Linked DNA regions of Pan troglodytes: region 2 is linked to region 1. A link is a contact called in public HiChIP or PLAC-seq data. All regions are on one chromosome and are shown on one strand. Each heading gives the region's core, a stretch centred on a gene start, on an enhancer-like site or on the middle of the called end of the contact. The rest is flanking DNA. Distances are from core to core; before and after follow the strand shown.

Region 1 (7,370 bases), core at 3,674-6,173:
ATACCTAATGTAAATGATGAGTTAATGGGTGCAGCACACCAACATGGCACATGTATACATATGTAACAAACCTGCACATTGTGCACATGTACACTATAACTTAAAGTATAATTTTAAAAAAAGGTAAAAAAAAGAGAATATTATAGTGCATTAGATTGTGCAGGGCATACAATGACCATATGTCATTCTCAGTTGTACATACAGATTTAGCTTCAGGTGAATATAACTGGGAATATTACTCTTCTAATGTTCTCGGGCTTAATGAGGTCAGCGATTAAAAAAATATTCAGATCTCAAGTTTCCTTTAGACCATGAAAATTATATCACAACTTTCTAGTTGGATATCATAGCTTTTTGTGGTATACAGCAATGGTTCTCAAAGTGTGGTTCCCAGACCAGCAGCATCAGCATCACCTGGAAACTTGTTAGTAATGCAATTCTCAGGTCTCATCTCAGACCCCCTGAATCAGAAACTATGGGAATGAGGCCCAGCAACCTGTATTTTCACAAGTCCTCTAAAAGAATATTCTAGAACCACTGGTTTAGCGATTTGGAGTTGAGTTAGATCATTGTTGAAGCATTTCACTTCAAGGATCAAATCAAGACATTATTTGAAATCGTTTGTTTAAAACATACAGAATCTCTCTCTTATATTGCTGTGAATTAAGAGTGACATAGAAATTCATCGAACGAAAATATTGCGAAGAGCCCTGGGAGGTCATGAGATCACATAGTTTTCAAACGTGTTGGTTACAGAAATCTAAGGTTCTATGAAGCATCTCTAGGGGTCTCCTAAAAGAAAATGTTCATACGTTTGGTTGATGACTATCCTTTGACCATCCAGGGTTTGTCTCTAAAAGACTAGAAATTCTGTGTCAGAAGAAATGGAGCTTTAGGACCAAGTCAATATCTTATTTGTCTTTATATCTTCATTACCTTCCAGAGTGCCCCAGCATAAAGTAGATACCTAACAAACATTTACAATGTATGTATGGATGGAATAGGCATCTCATGGATTCAAGTGCTTAAGTAACTTTTACTAATATTCTGGGGTCATTTTTTGAAAATCAGTTTGGATAGTTTATTCTAGTTGCTATTAAAGAATACTGACTGCTTTATGTATGCCTCCAGTCTTTTAAGCAGTTAAGGATTTTATCTAGCAGATATTAAGAATAATGGCTCCAACTCTGAGAAAGAAAGAGAGGGAGAGAGAGGGAGAGGGAGGAGAGAGAGAGAAAGAGAGGGAGAGAGAGAGAGAGAAACTTATATGAAGATAATGTTTGTTCCATTTCTTGAAATGTCTATAAAAATATGCTACTGCATGTTAATATTTTCAGTGACTAACCCAGGATTTCTTCCTGAACCTTGGCACTAGTGACATTTGGGGCTGGATCATTCTTTGCTATGGGATCTCTCTTGCACGTTGCAGGATGCTGGGCAGCATCCCTGGTCTCTGCCCACTAGATGCTGGCAGCATCACCTACTACTCCTAGTCGTGACAACCAAAATGTCTCCAGACACTGACAACTGTCCCCTGGGAGGCAAAAGTGCCCAGGCTGAGAATCACTGCTCTATCCTAATGTTCATAGGGCAGTAGTAATTTTCCTGCATTTTATTCAAAGCTATGGAAACAGGCTTCGAGAAAGAGCATATGTTCCACATTTCTCTTTAGCTCATTGTTGAGGACTTTGGCAGTGACAGCTCCATCTATTTTGAAATGATTTGGTTCACAAATCCTCATTATTTTAGGCCATTTTTCTCCCTGGAACAACTTTATCTTTGGAGATGCAAATTCACAAACTCTAAACATCTTTTTTACACTTTCTGTGATCTACAAGGCTTCAGCACTGAATTCCATTATTGGGCATTTTTATTTAATAATTTCTAAATAATCTATAGACTGGCTAAAGGAACTCTGTATAAGTCCATAATACAGAGCTAGCAACTAATGGAATGGTTTTTATCTACCTCCTTACAATATTTTAAAAAATTATTTAAGAAAAAACCTAAGTAAAATGTAATAATACCCTTTATTACATCCTACTGCAAGATTCTGTCCATGGAAAGAAATTCACCACTGCTTCTGGGATTTACTTCCTGGTATCAAAAGAATATGCTGATAATTCTAGTTCGTGATTTATTTTAGATGTTATCTATTTTCTTCCCTTTAGCACATGAGGATTTAGCATTATTTCAACCTCCCCTCACTTCTGCTCCTCCATAATATCAATATATGACAATTTTTCTTTAAATCATCAGTGTTTAAATGATGAGCTGACAGTGTATCCTGACATCCTTATCGACATCCTCATGTAAATGTTCCCTCTCTTATTTTCCACGTGGGTATGTGTTTTAAATAGTCCCTTTAAAAAAAAAATAATGGTATTTTGAGACAGTGAGAGGATAAAAGTATATGGCCATCACACATTTAATAGGAAACTAAAATTATTTTTGAAAACTTTGGAAAGATTACATAAAAAGTCTCAAAATTTTATTGTTAGAAGGTAAAGATTTCTATTTTCCCCTCACCTCTTACATTTAGCATAAATGACAGTGAAGCATTTTTTTCAAATTTAAGAAACAAGTATAAAATCTGATTTTTAGTTTTTCATGAAACGAATTTTGTATATAATTCTTGTATCAATATTAACACCAATAAATCAGGACCATCTAGAAAACAAAAACAGGATTAAAAAAGATAACCAATTGACATGACGGATGAAGAAGATACTAGGTGAGAAGAAACATGTATATAACAAAGCCTACAATTGGGAAATCGTGGGAATCAAAGTCAAGCAGTTAATTACTAACAAAGATGGCAACCATGTTTCTTTTGTCTTTCACAGTGAATGCATAATTAGCACTTAATACTAAGACTAGGGAATAAACCATCTATAATCTATTGAAAAAGACCATCTGCTTCTATAAATTGTTCTCATACACTTGCCAAAAGAAGAGAACATATTAACAAAATAATGGGCCCTGCACTGTTAATTGCTAGGTTGTTTGCAGTTGTGCTGTTGCTATTAGAATTTAATAAGCCATTCCTTCTGCTAAATTAATAAGCAGCCAAGATTATGTAATAGCTGCTTTCAGCTGCTAATTATTTTTCCCACAATTCCTTCCCCTCCCTACCCCTACCCCCACCTTTTTTTGGCTAGGAGCAGGAAAGGAGACTGCCAGTATGTCATCAGCAAGTCTCCCGTCCTCATTTTCAGAGCAACATTAGGAGCATAATCAGAGTTTAAACTTGGAGGTGGCTATCTCAGGAACCTTCAGGATATAAGTGTTTTGTACAGAAAAAGAGAAAAGCAGCATTTGGATTCAGAGGGCGAGTTTTCATTGTGTAGCATTAGAGCTATCTTTTAACTGGTTAATGGCATCTGTTTCTTGTAGTAAGAGAGAAATGGGACATTCGAAAGCACCTTTGGGGCATGACTAGGTAGGGAGAAATCTGGTGGGGGCGAGGGGGACCTAAAGAACTACAGAAAGCCAGCTCTGTGCCGTGTGTCGTCCCCTTTCTTTAATATTCCAGTATACATTAATCACACATGTTAGTAGGAAACTTTCCAAGCAGCACAGTAGTGCTTGAAAAGGGGAAGTATTACACATTTCTTTTTGTTTTGTCATACAAAAGCATTTTTTAAAAGCCCCCAAAACTACTGTCTTAGTTTCATAGATACTATAATGTACACAAAAAGAATATAATCCCTAATAAAGGATTCCTTTACATTGATTACATTTAGCTTCGTGAAAATTTTAGCATTTCTTTTTTTACTTTAGGCCATTAAAAAAATTCTGGCGACTATACTTAGGAACCTCTGCAAAAGGGGCATGGCCCAACAAAAGCAATTTTCTCGCTTGCTTTGTAAGAACCTAGGTGACTCGGGTAATGAATAGCATTTCGATATGGGAAACCCGTGGCTCTTCAAGGAAGGTCACCTAATCCCGTGGGACTCCCCTTTCCTTATCTGTAAATGACTAGATGATTCATCCATTCTATCATTCAGAAAATTATGAACATCCATTATGCTCAGGCATTACGCTCAGCATTACAGCTCTTAACAAATTTATCATTTTATAGTCTTTATCAGTCAACTCACATTTATTAGTTGTTATATACCAGGCTGTGAACTAGATTGAGATGCAAAATGAATACAATTTAAGGTGTGCTAAATAAAGGCTAACGGGCATGTGGGTGAAAGAGGGAATCGCTCTTACAGGGTTTTAGGGTGAGGCTTCATAGGAGATGTGACATTTGGGAGCAAGGACATGCCAGGCACAGCAAGTCGTCGGCAGTGCTAAACTGGAACCCAGGCGGCTGGTGGGGCGACCCAGTGTGAAGGAAGCGGGATCTCGAAGGTGAGGTGCTGTCCGGGCTTTTCAGCCGAACGGACAGTAACTCATCCAGTCCGCAGCACCGAGGATGGGCGAGGCGAGCCCAGGGAACAGACTCCCGCGAAGCTCGGGGCGGAAGGTGTCTGGGCTAGGGCTGGAGCAGTGCAATGGGAAGGAGAGGGAGGATTCCGGACAATTTTGAGGCAGAATCATAGCAAAAGGCCCGTGAATGCGTGACGAGCTCCACAGAAGAGCTGACTTGTTTTTCCAGAGTTGCAGCACTCCCTCGTCTCCTCCCACCCTCCTCGTCAGCCGTCACACTTCCCCGACCCATCCTCTGGGGACACAGAGAATCATTAGAGCTCGAACGTGGCTCTTCGCTGTCCGGAACTTCCCTGCTCCGCACCACCCGCTAGGCTAAGGACGCTGCAGAACCCCGTCCTCCTATCATTAAACAAGCAGGACAGCCGCCCGCGCGCGTCCCGGAGGCACCAGCAAGAGCGCGCGGGCGCGCGGGCGCGCGAGCCCGGCAAACGCCGCTTCCGGGTCACGTGGCCCGGCTTCCGGTTCGCACCTCCCCTCAGCGAAGAAACCTCCAATCGGCTGCCTTGGACTCAGCGGTTACCCGCGCTGCCTCCGGTGCCGCTGGCGACCGCTGAGCCGCTTCCCGCGCGTCGCCTAGCCCGCCCCTCAGCTCGCCGCAGCCCCGGCTCCTCCCTCGTCCGGCCCCCGGGGCGGGGTCTGTCAGCTTGCCCTCCCCTCTCCGCCTAAGCCTGCCCTATGCCAGCCGGGTTCCCTCCCCACAGCACCACGGCTTCTCTTCCTCAGCACGGCGACAGGGGCTTCCCCTTCGCCGCCGCCGCCGCCGCCGCCGGCCAAGCTCCGCCGCGCCCGCGGCCCGCGGCCGCCGTAAGTCCCTGGGGGCGAAAGGGGGCGCCGGGGATGGGGGAGAGGGGGAGGGAGGACTGGGCGCGCCCCCCGCCACCCCGCGCGCGCCCCGACGACCCCACCCCGAGCCTGCCCGGCCCGCCACTGGGTCGCCGCGCCCGCAACTCACTTCTCTCCGTGTCCGCGCCCTCCGCACCACTCCGCGCCGCGCCCGGGGATGTGGGGGCCAGTCCCGGGCTCCGCGACAGCCTCGCGGCACCTGTGGTTCGGGAATCGCCTCAAGTTTTGCTGGGCGCTTTCGGGAGGGGCCGGGGGCGGTGGCGGCCGAGGACTCTTGGCGCCCCCTGCGCGGCGGCGGATGCCATTGTCTGCTCCGCTCCTTGCTGGTCACCTCGCCCGGGCTTGGTCAGTGATGGAGTGTGGCCACGGGAGTGGGGGGGAGGTACCGGCGACGGCCGGACCCGAGGAACGCTGGCCCCGAGCCCGCGCCGCGGCTGAGCCCATTGTTTTTAATGCCAGTCTCGAGGAATTGTGGTGCCCTGTGATTTGCGGCAAAATCAAAGCGTTGGTTTTTAACACGAGGGAAGGAATACTCGTGCTTTGCAACCGGGTTTCGTCCCATGTTAGGACGTAATTTATTTTAAGGAGAATACATTGTTTTTTCGTCCTGCAAAGTGGTAGGGCGGATACAGGACCCTGCTCCAGACAGCCCTGAGCCCATACTCTTCGCAGGCAAACCCTCACCCTTTCTGGTCACCAAGATCTAGGAATACGAGGTCCATTCTTTTCCAAGTTCTGGTAACGGGTTTGCAGTAAATGCCCAGTTGATGCTTCACTTGCTGCCCCCTTCGAATGCCGCTATCTTCAGGACTTGCACGGGAGGCACTTTGGTATCACCTAATAATGTCCTTATATTTTGTTCCCCTGACGCATTTTAAGTGAGGTAATAAGACCATTTTAACTTTACTAAAGTTGAATTGCCACGTCATACATTTCTAGATATCTTGTTGATACCTTTTTGGGTGGTTACAAAAAGCGACGATAATTTCTTACCGAAATTTAGGGCCCATTTTTATTCTACATTGGTTCTGTAAATTTCCCCTCCCCGTGTTCAAATTCAAGATGGTGTGGTGAATCTTGAGAATCATGCTTGAATCTTATTTGCAGTAACGCTGTTAAAGGAACTTAACAGTGATTAAAAGAAAAAAGGATACCTATGTGAATTCTGCCTTTAAATTACCTTTGTAGAAACAATACTTCTGTTTGCAGTTGAGATATGACCAATTGGATTACAAAAAGCTTGGCGTTAAAAATGAAACATGCAGACTAATCAACACATTTGCAGATCACAAATAAATACATACAAATTAGTTTAAGTATAAAACACACTAGAATTCAGCATCCATTCCATCTGTAGATACTATTTTTTATTTTAAATGAAGTATTTCATGTAATGTTTCAATGCTGAATCTTATTTAATAAGTGTAAATCTTATTGTGGCCTTTTAAACGTTTGTTTTCTTTTTCATAATACATTAACTCAGTTCTAGATTTTGTACATATTTAAGTTGGAATGCTTTAAAAGTCAGATGAAAACATACTTTTTTATTAATGAAAATTTGTATTTATGGGATTTTTCGGTTAATATTTTGGATCATTCTGTTTTGCTTAAAATATGCCATCATAAACTGAGGAGAACATTCCAAGACATAAGCTACTGTCTACAGGTAATTCACCCTGGAACTAGAACGGCCTCTGGATGAAAAATAGCAGGTCTTCTGTTTCTTTCAAAAGTACCCAAACCAGTTGATGTCTACCATTCTCTTTTGATGCATATAGAGAGTGCGCAATGTATAGCACAGGTAGAAAATAGTTTCTTAAATTGAAAGAGTGATCTTTATTTTTCTTCAAAAATTTCACTTCAGCTTATTACCCATTTTTCTTTTTTCTCCTGCACACTCCCCTTCAAACTTAATGTGGAACAAGGTGGGATTGGAAGGTTTGCATCTAGAGGAAGATCTGTCCAAAAGAATTTCTTGCTATTTTAATTGGCATAGAAATATTGATGGCTACTAATCATTTGTCATGTAAATGCCCCATCCCCCAAAACTTCTCTGTGAAACACATAATCTTAACTTTATTGAT
Region 2 (6,578 bases), core at 1,734-4,233, 260 kb before region 1:
ATAGACATATGTAAAAATATATTGAGCTGTTACTTGTTCAGTTTACTGTGTATATGGATTACACCTTGTTGAGAAGAAAAAATAATATAGAATATATATTTGCCCTGCCAACCTCAGAGATATAAGATAGAAGAATCCCATTGTTTTCAAAAATGAGATGAATAGAAAAAAAGTACAGTCTTAATCATTTAGCTCAATACCTATTCTTTCTATTGGAATTGGTTAGATGCACTACCTGTGATTCAGGTGATCCATCAGCTTTTTAAAGACTTAGCAAAACACAAAAAGTTAGCTATATGGGAGCTTCTAGTAATTTCTGAACTTGGCAAGGACAGGCAGTAACTATAAACTTACTGGGAACACACTGGAGCCGCGAAGGAGTGCAACCTGGCTTTTGAAAGAGCTTTCCCTTTCTGTTGATGGTGAACTTGGTCTGCTTTGAAACTCCAGAGAAGAGTTCCCTGCAGCTGCATCTTTACAGTTCATGCCCTCACTTTCCTTTCTGTTTTTCTCCCTAAGAAGAGAGTAAACACCATCTGTACCACTGCACTCACCAACCCGGAAACCAAAATCTCTCCTTCCCATTAAGAAAATTACCCTCATCCTGAAGAGCCCTCGGCCATTGGTAACAAGCCACAGCCCTTCTGCCAGCTCCAGAGTTTGCCAGCCCTGAATCAATACATGAAACCGTCTGTGGTCATTGGTATCTGTGGGCAGATGTGCAGGGGAGGTTGTGCAAGCCGAAGGGGAATGGAGGGAATGGAGAAACTCTGTCCAGTCGGTACAATGTGCAAACCTTACTTCTGTGCTATTACTTTTCAGACTTTGAAAATGTCGTGTGCTGGGCAGTGTGCTTCAGGTAGCTAAGCATAAACACATATCTATAAATACTGATAACACTATCTTTATTTGTCCATTACTCAACAAAGCCAGATCACCTGAGGACTGTTTGTTCCTCTACAAAATGAGAATCCAGCACCACATGTATTAAAATGTGGGACATTTTCTTCGGAGTACAAACTTTCAAGAGCAGCATCTATGTCTTTTCCAGAACACTCTCAAATCCTTCTGTATCTTTAACACATAACATACAGTTGATTATAAGTGAAAAATTTATAGCCTAGGTTCATTGCAGCAGTTTTTCTGGGTTTGACCATATGGTCTATGCTGTGTCTGAAAGTCTATTCATTACTATGTCCAATTTCCAGAACACAGAAGTACATAAAGTATGTTCAGTAATTTATGTGAACAACCTGCAGCTATTTCTTGACTTGTTAATTCAGGTAAGTGTTTCTTACATGCTAGACACTTGATAAATGTTCAAAGAATGAATATATAGTTTTAAGACTAAATAAACGTAAACTTTTATGCAATGTGCTCACACAAGAAATGCAGTTTGCAAATATGTATATTTCCCAGAATAAAAAACTGTAGTGAACTCCCTCTTCCTCCCCACAATAAGCCCCAAAAGCATGGTATATGAAGTATTGTCAATAAAGATATTAAAATTAGAAATCAACCTTGAATAGAGCTTTCTCCAGAAAATTTTAAAAACTCAAATAATGTTTGATTTCATTTAAGAGAGACTTAGGAAAACCGGCATACAATTGTTCTATCACAGAGAGTCAAATTCAAAATCAGCTGTGAGAAAAGTTAAACTGTCTGAGGAAAATGAATTTCAGAGAAATGAGGCTTATTTTCTCCTCTTGGTTATTTCTGAAAGAACGTTTTGAAGAAATCCAGTGGAACTTTCCTGTTCTCTGAGGGGTTTCAATTGCTCCTAAAAAACATTTGCCTGAGGTTTAAACTCTATTGGGTGTGATTGTCTTTCTCACTGGTCAATTAATTTTGCAAGGAGGGAGAAGTTAGGAAAAGGCAATGCTAAATAGATATGTCTCCAGAAAAAGGCACCTCAGTTTTCTGCTTAGAGATTTTTTTTTTTCTCATCTGTCTCCTTCTGTCCCCATCATTCACTTTTCTTTCTTAAACCAATATGTTACACTCAAGAAGTCATGCCCAGAATAAAAACCCTCCTGGAAGGGAATCCGTGTTTGAGTAAAACTTCCCTTGTGCAATCAGCTCCCTGTCCCGACATGGTAGTTCATTTACCCAGGCGTCTATCACCCTTGGAGAGCATGTAACTTTCAGCCTGTACTTACCTGTCTGCCGAGAGCGCCGTGAGTGTGAAGACAGACACCCCAACAGAGGTAAGCTGTATAAAGGGGATCAGTTTGCAGCCAATCCTGCCAAATAGCCATCTGTCAGCCAGGTACCTGCTGGCATCCACTGGAGCACACGTTATTAGGAGGAGCAGGTCTCCCAAAGCCAGACTGGAAATGAACAGGTTTGGAACGTTTCGCATGGACTTGACTGTACAGAAGATCTTGATCAAAGTGATGTTGCCAATGAGGCCTATCAGAATGATAACCCCATAAACTGCAGGGATGACATAGAGGATCCCCGGGTGGGACCAGTCGTCGTTCACGGGGAGATCCGCACTGTGATTGGAGATGTTGCAGTGCATGAAATGGTCCACCTCCAAGTTCAGAAGGAAACAGTCATTTAGAGCCATCTCTAGATTTTTTTTCCCACCTAAAAGTTCCCGTAGATGCTATTTCTTAACTATTGATTTTGCAACCGAGTGAAGATGAAGATAAGATCTATGCCGGGCTCTTTGTCTTCTTTAATAAAAATACTCTGAGTACATATATACTAACTATGGTATTCAAAACTCTCTGTCACTATTTTGACACTGGTGCTGCTCTGGCTTTCACATGACCAGTGCAATACAACTCTAAATTCAATAAGTTAACAACAACAAAACTTAGCCACAAAAAGGCTTAGAATTAAACCCACTCTGCATCAGTTCTTTCTACCTCCATTCTAGTCTGAGTCTCCCTGGCTGCAGTTTACTAAGAACTTTTGGCCTGCTATTTTCCCACAGCGTCTTTCCTGATATTTAGAATCTGGAGGTTTAAAGTGGGTAGAAAAAAACTGCACTGAGAAATCCTCAAATCCTATAGGCAGGATGCTTTGCACGTCACGGGCTTCACCAGCAAACGGCAGCTCCGCTGAGCTGAGGCTCTGAAGAGGAACCAGTGTTACTTATAGACAGAGAATGCCAGCCCCCTGCTGGACACTTCAATCACTGCCCAGTTGCCTGCTTTCTCCAGATGAAAAGCAACCAGCCGACTGCAGTTCCTACCTAGCTTAACAGATACCTTTGGCTTCTCATGTAAGCACATAGCACCTAGGGTAGGTATTTAATAAATGTTGCTAGCATTCTGCAAAGGCACTGAAAATCTTTCTGATACTATCCCCATGAATCCAGATGGGGATTTACATCCCATTTTCTCATTTTTTCTAATTCATTAGAATGACATGTCAATATTGCTATCAAATGAGGTCTGTCTTTGAATTAAACGCACACTGATGCACAGGGTGTCCATGTGTGAGTTATCCCACTCAGTCTTCCCACTGCCTCTTTGAACAGGGACTGCTCCTCAGAAACACATGCACAGACTCACACCTTAAACCTTCAGCAACTGACATCTGGAAAAGCCAGAAGCACAATGCACACATGTTCTTTCCTGTAGATTTGCCAAGCCATTCCTATTCTGTTTACCAGGGAGAAATTAAATTGGGAACCAGCTGTATTCTTAACTCTCAATGATCAATAGTCTTTTCCAGAAAAATGGGTCTTTTCTCATCTGATCTAAAAATTTTATGAATCGGCATTTTGATGCAGCTATTTGCATTTTTAATTGAATGTTTGCCATGTTTTATAGCAAATATCCTCTTTATAGCCCTGTGTGGAAAATAAAGAACTATAAAAGCGTGATAGATACAATACTGAGGAATTGAGTGGGTGGTAAAAGAAGTAAGTTATCGTTGAAGGAGTGCTAGAAAAAGCTTAACTGAGGAAGTGCTATTAGAATCAGGCTTAGACCTTTAGCCAACAACTTCTAAATACATTATTAGAGTGCATCTTTATGATGTATGTGAAGCCAGCTCCTCCAGGTACATGACGTGAAGCCAGTCACTAACAGGTGAAGTCTCATTTTTCAGAACCCATAAGGAATAACAAAACTTGCACTTACCATGCCAGGGCCCACAAAGAAAGCCCCCAACTGTGTTGTTATGGACATTTCCAGTGGCAGGTTCCAACACTGAGGCTGCTGCCATGCTTTCTATGTAAATATGAAAGGCTCAGCGCCCCTCTCTGCCAGCAGGAGGGAGACTGACGCTGCATGGCTAGAGGTGGAAGAGCTTCTCGGCAGAGATCAGCAGCACCAGTAACCAGCCAATAGCTATGAGCCCAGTGGTGTTGATTAGGTGCCAGCAATATAGCTTAATGATACAGTACACAGGCTCTGCTTCAATCCTGGCTCCCTCATTTATAATTATGGCAAGTTACTTAGTGTCTTAAGCTTCAGGTTCCTCATCTGCAGGGTGAGGAGAACTTATGAAGTTGATGAAATGATTCATGTTAAGATTGCATAGTATTTGGCACATAGTAAGTGCTCAATTAATATTAGCACTTATTATTATTATCATTATTAGATTGAGGGGGAAAGGCTTACTTTGGAAAAGCCCAATGACTTCAGAAGAGTGATTGACCTCAGATCAATAGGCAAGCACTCATACGAGTGAATTAGCAACTCCTTTATTTACTTGAAAAAAATTTATCAAACATCTACCAGTTGCCAGGCACTGAGCAAGAGGCTGAGAAAAATAGCATGAAGATGTGTACTCTCACAGCTCTTTAGACCCCAACCCCTCTCTGGAGTGAAGCAACTACCTTTTCTCCAGAAAAGACGATATCCTTAAAGGTTAAGTGTTGACAAGGTCTTTTGAATGAAGAAAATCATATGTGCCTAGGATCAAGGCATAAAGGAAAGAGCATGACATTGAGCAGAGGGACATCTATAAATCCAGAGGGTCACCCAGATTGGAAGACAGGGGTGGAAAAAGAACAGCGTGAAATGCAGCTAGAAGCAGGTTTGGGTGAGATTGTGATGGATCTTGTATTCTTGCTAAGAAGTTTGGTCTAAAAGGCATATTTTTGGTTCACAAAGAGAACTTCTGGATGTTGTTTCACTTTATTTCTTTAGACACCCCTGTGTGCTGAGTCAGCCTCACTACTTAAATCTAATTGGGTGGTTAGTGTTTCTTCCAATGTAAGTTAAGGGGATGCTGATAGATATTGATTTCTCATAGCTGGTGTTAGCATTATGTGTTCCACAGCACTATAGATTCTTCTAATGGTATTTTAGGAGTAAAGGTGTGTTGAGGTTTGACATCTAATATTTTCTGGGATCAAGGATGCTTTAAAAAGCTAATTCGGGCCAGGTGCGGTGGCTCACGCATGTAATCCCAGCACTTTGGGAGGCCGAGGCGGGCGGATCATGAGGTCAGGAGATCGAGACCATCCTGGCTAACACAGTGAAACCCTGTCTGTACTAAAAATACAAAAAATTAACCAAGCGTGGTGATGGGCACCTGTAGTCCCAGCTACTTGGGAGGCTGAGGCAGGAGAATGGCGTGAACCCAGGAGGCAGAGCTTGCAGTGAGCCGAGATCATGCCACTGCACTCCAGCCTGTGCGACAGAGCAAGACTCCCTCTCAAAAAAAAAAAAAAAAAAAAGCTAATTCCATAATTTCTATGTCATTTCAACTAATTAACTATAATGACTCTTTCCATCCCTACCATTATGTGTCACCTTCCGGCAGAGCCGGAACACCAAACACCAAACGTATTCAGACATTTGCTTAGCTTTTTATTTACTGGTGAACATGAGATGCCTCTGACATGTGAACATGACATGGAACAAATGTAATATAAAATCTCTGTCCCCAGGGAGTCCAATTTCTGAATAGAATTGGAGTATGACTCAGCATCTTTTCTTATGTGTTGGGGCAGGGATGTCACTTTGACATGTGAACATGACATGGAACAAATGTAATATAAAATCTCTGTCCTCAGGGAGTCCAATTTCTGAATAGAATTGGAGTATGACTCAGCATCTTTTCTTATGTGTTGGGACAGGGTTGTCACTTCTGTTTCTATTTCAGTCAATAGAGTCACCTTTTTCATCTTTCCAAAAGACTGGATTTTCTGTGGGGCTCTAACATGAGGTGGGCAACAGTGACTTGATAGAATTTAGGAGAACAGGTAGATTCAATGGGACCACAGAGTGTGGAGACAAAGCCTCTTCCCACTGGCTATGAGCAAGGTCAAAAGGGAAGCTTCTGGAGGGAAAGGCTGAATTTGGCTTCAGGCATATTGAGTTTGCTAGATGAACAAGGGAATGTAAGAAAGCCAATGGAAAATGAGAGGTGAAGTCTGAAAGCATAGAAGTAAATAATTAAGAGGACTGGTTGAGAATTAGAACCCTGAATGCCAAATAGTTTAAATGTACAGTAAAAGAATCACAGAGAATCAAGTGAAGTTAGGCTTTGAGAAGAAGATTATGTGGTAAAAGTCAGTGAAGACTAAGCGTGATTTCAATATTAGATTTGTGACAGCACCACGGAGAAGCTGCTCAAAAGACTGCAGCAACTCTTGCTTGAGAAGA

Evidence for each region. HiChIP or PLAC-seq counts read pairs in DNA pulled down with a chosen protein or histone mark.
Region 2: a contact with region 1 is called in an H3K4me3 HiChIP or PLAC-seq map of stem cell-derived excitatory neurons, with 11 times the contacts expected there. The contact joins the promoter of GRPR here to the promoter of AP1S2 in region 1. A contact is called at or near these places in 1 of 7 Hi-C or Micro-C datasets (induced pluripotent stem cells) and 1 of 1 datasets of contacts at active chromatin or transcription factors (stem cell-derived excitatory neurons).

Annotation. Positions count from the first base shown.
Region 1 is chrX:16,441,596-16,448,965 of NHGRI_mPanTro3-v2.0_pri, reverse strand. It overlaps AP1S2 (adaptor related protein complex 1 subunit sigma 2), which reads left to right and starts at 4,923. Exons shown (of 5, transcript NM_001252535.2): 1 at 4,923-5,247. The coding sequence starts at 5,119.
Region 2 is chrX:16,705,313-16,711,890 of NHGRI_mPanTro3-v2.0_pri, reverse strand. GRPR (gastrin releasing peptide receptor) reads right to left here and starts at 2,983. Exons shown (of 4, transcript XM_016944000.3): 1 at 2,160-2,983. The coding sequence starts at 2,572.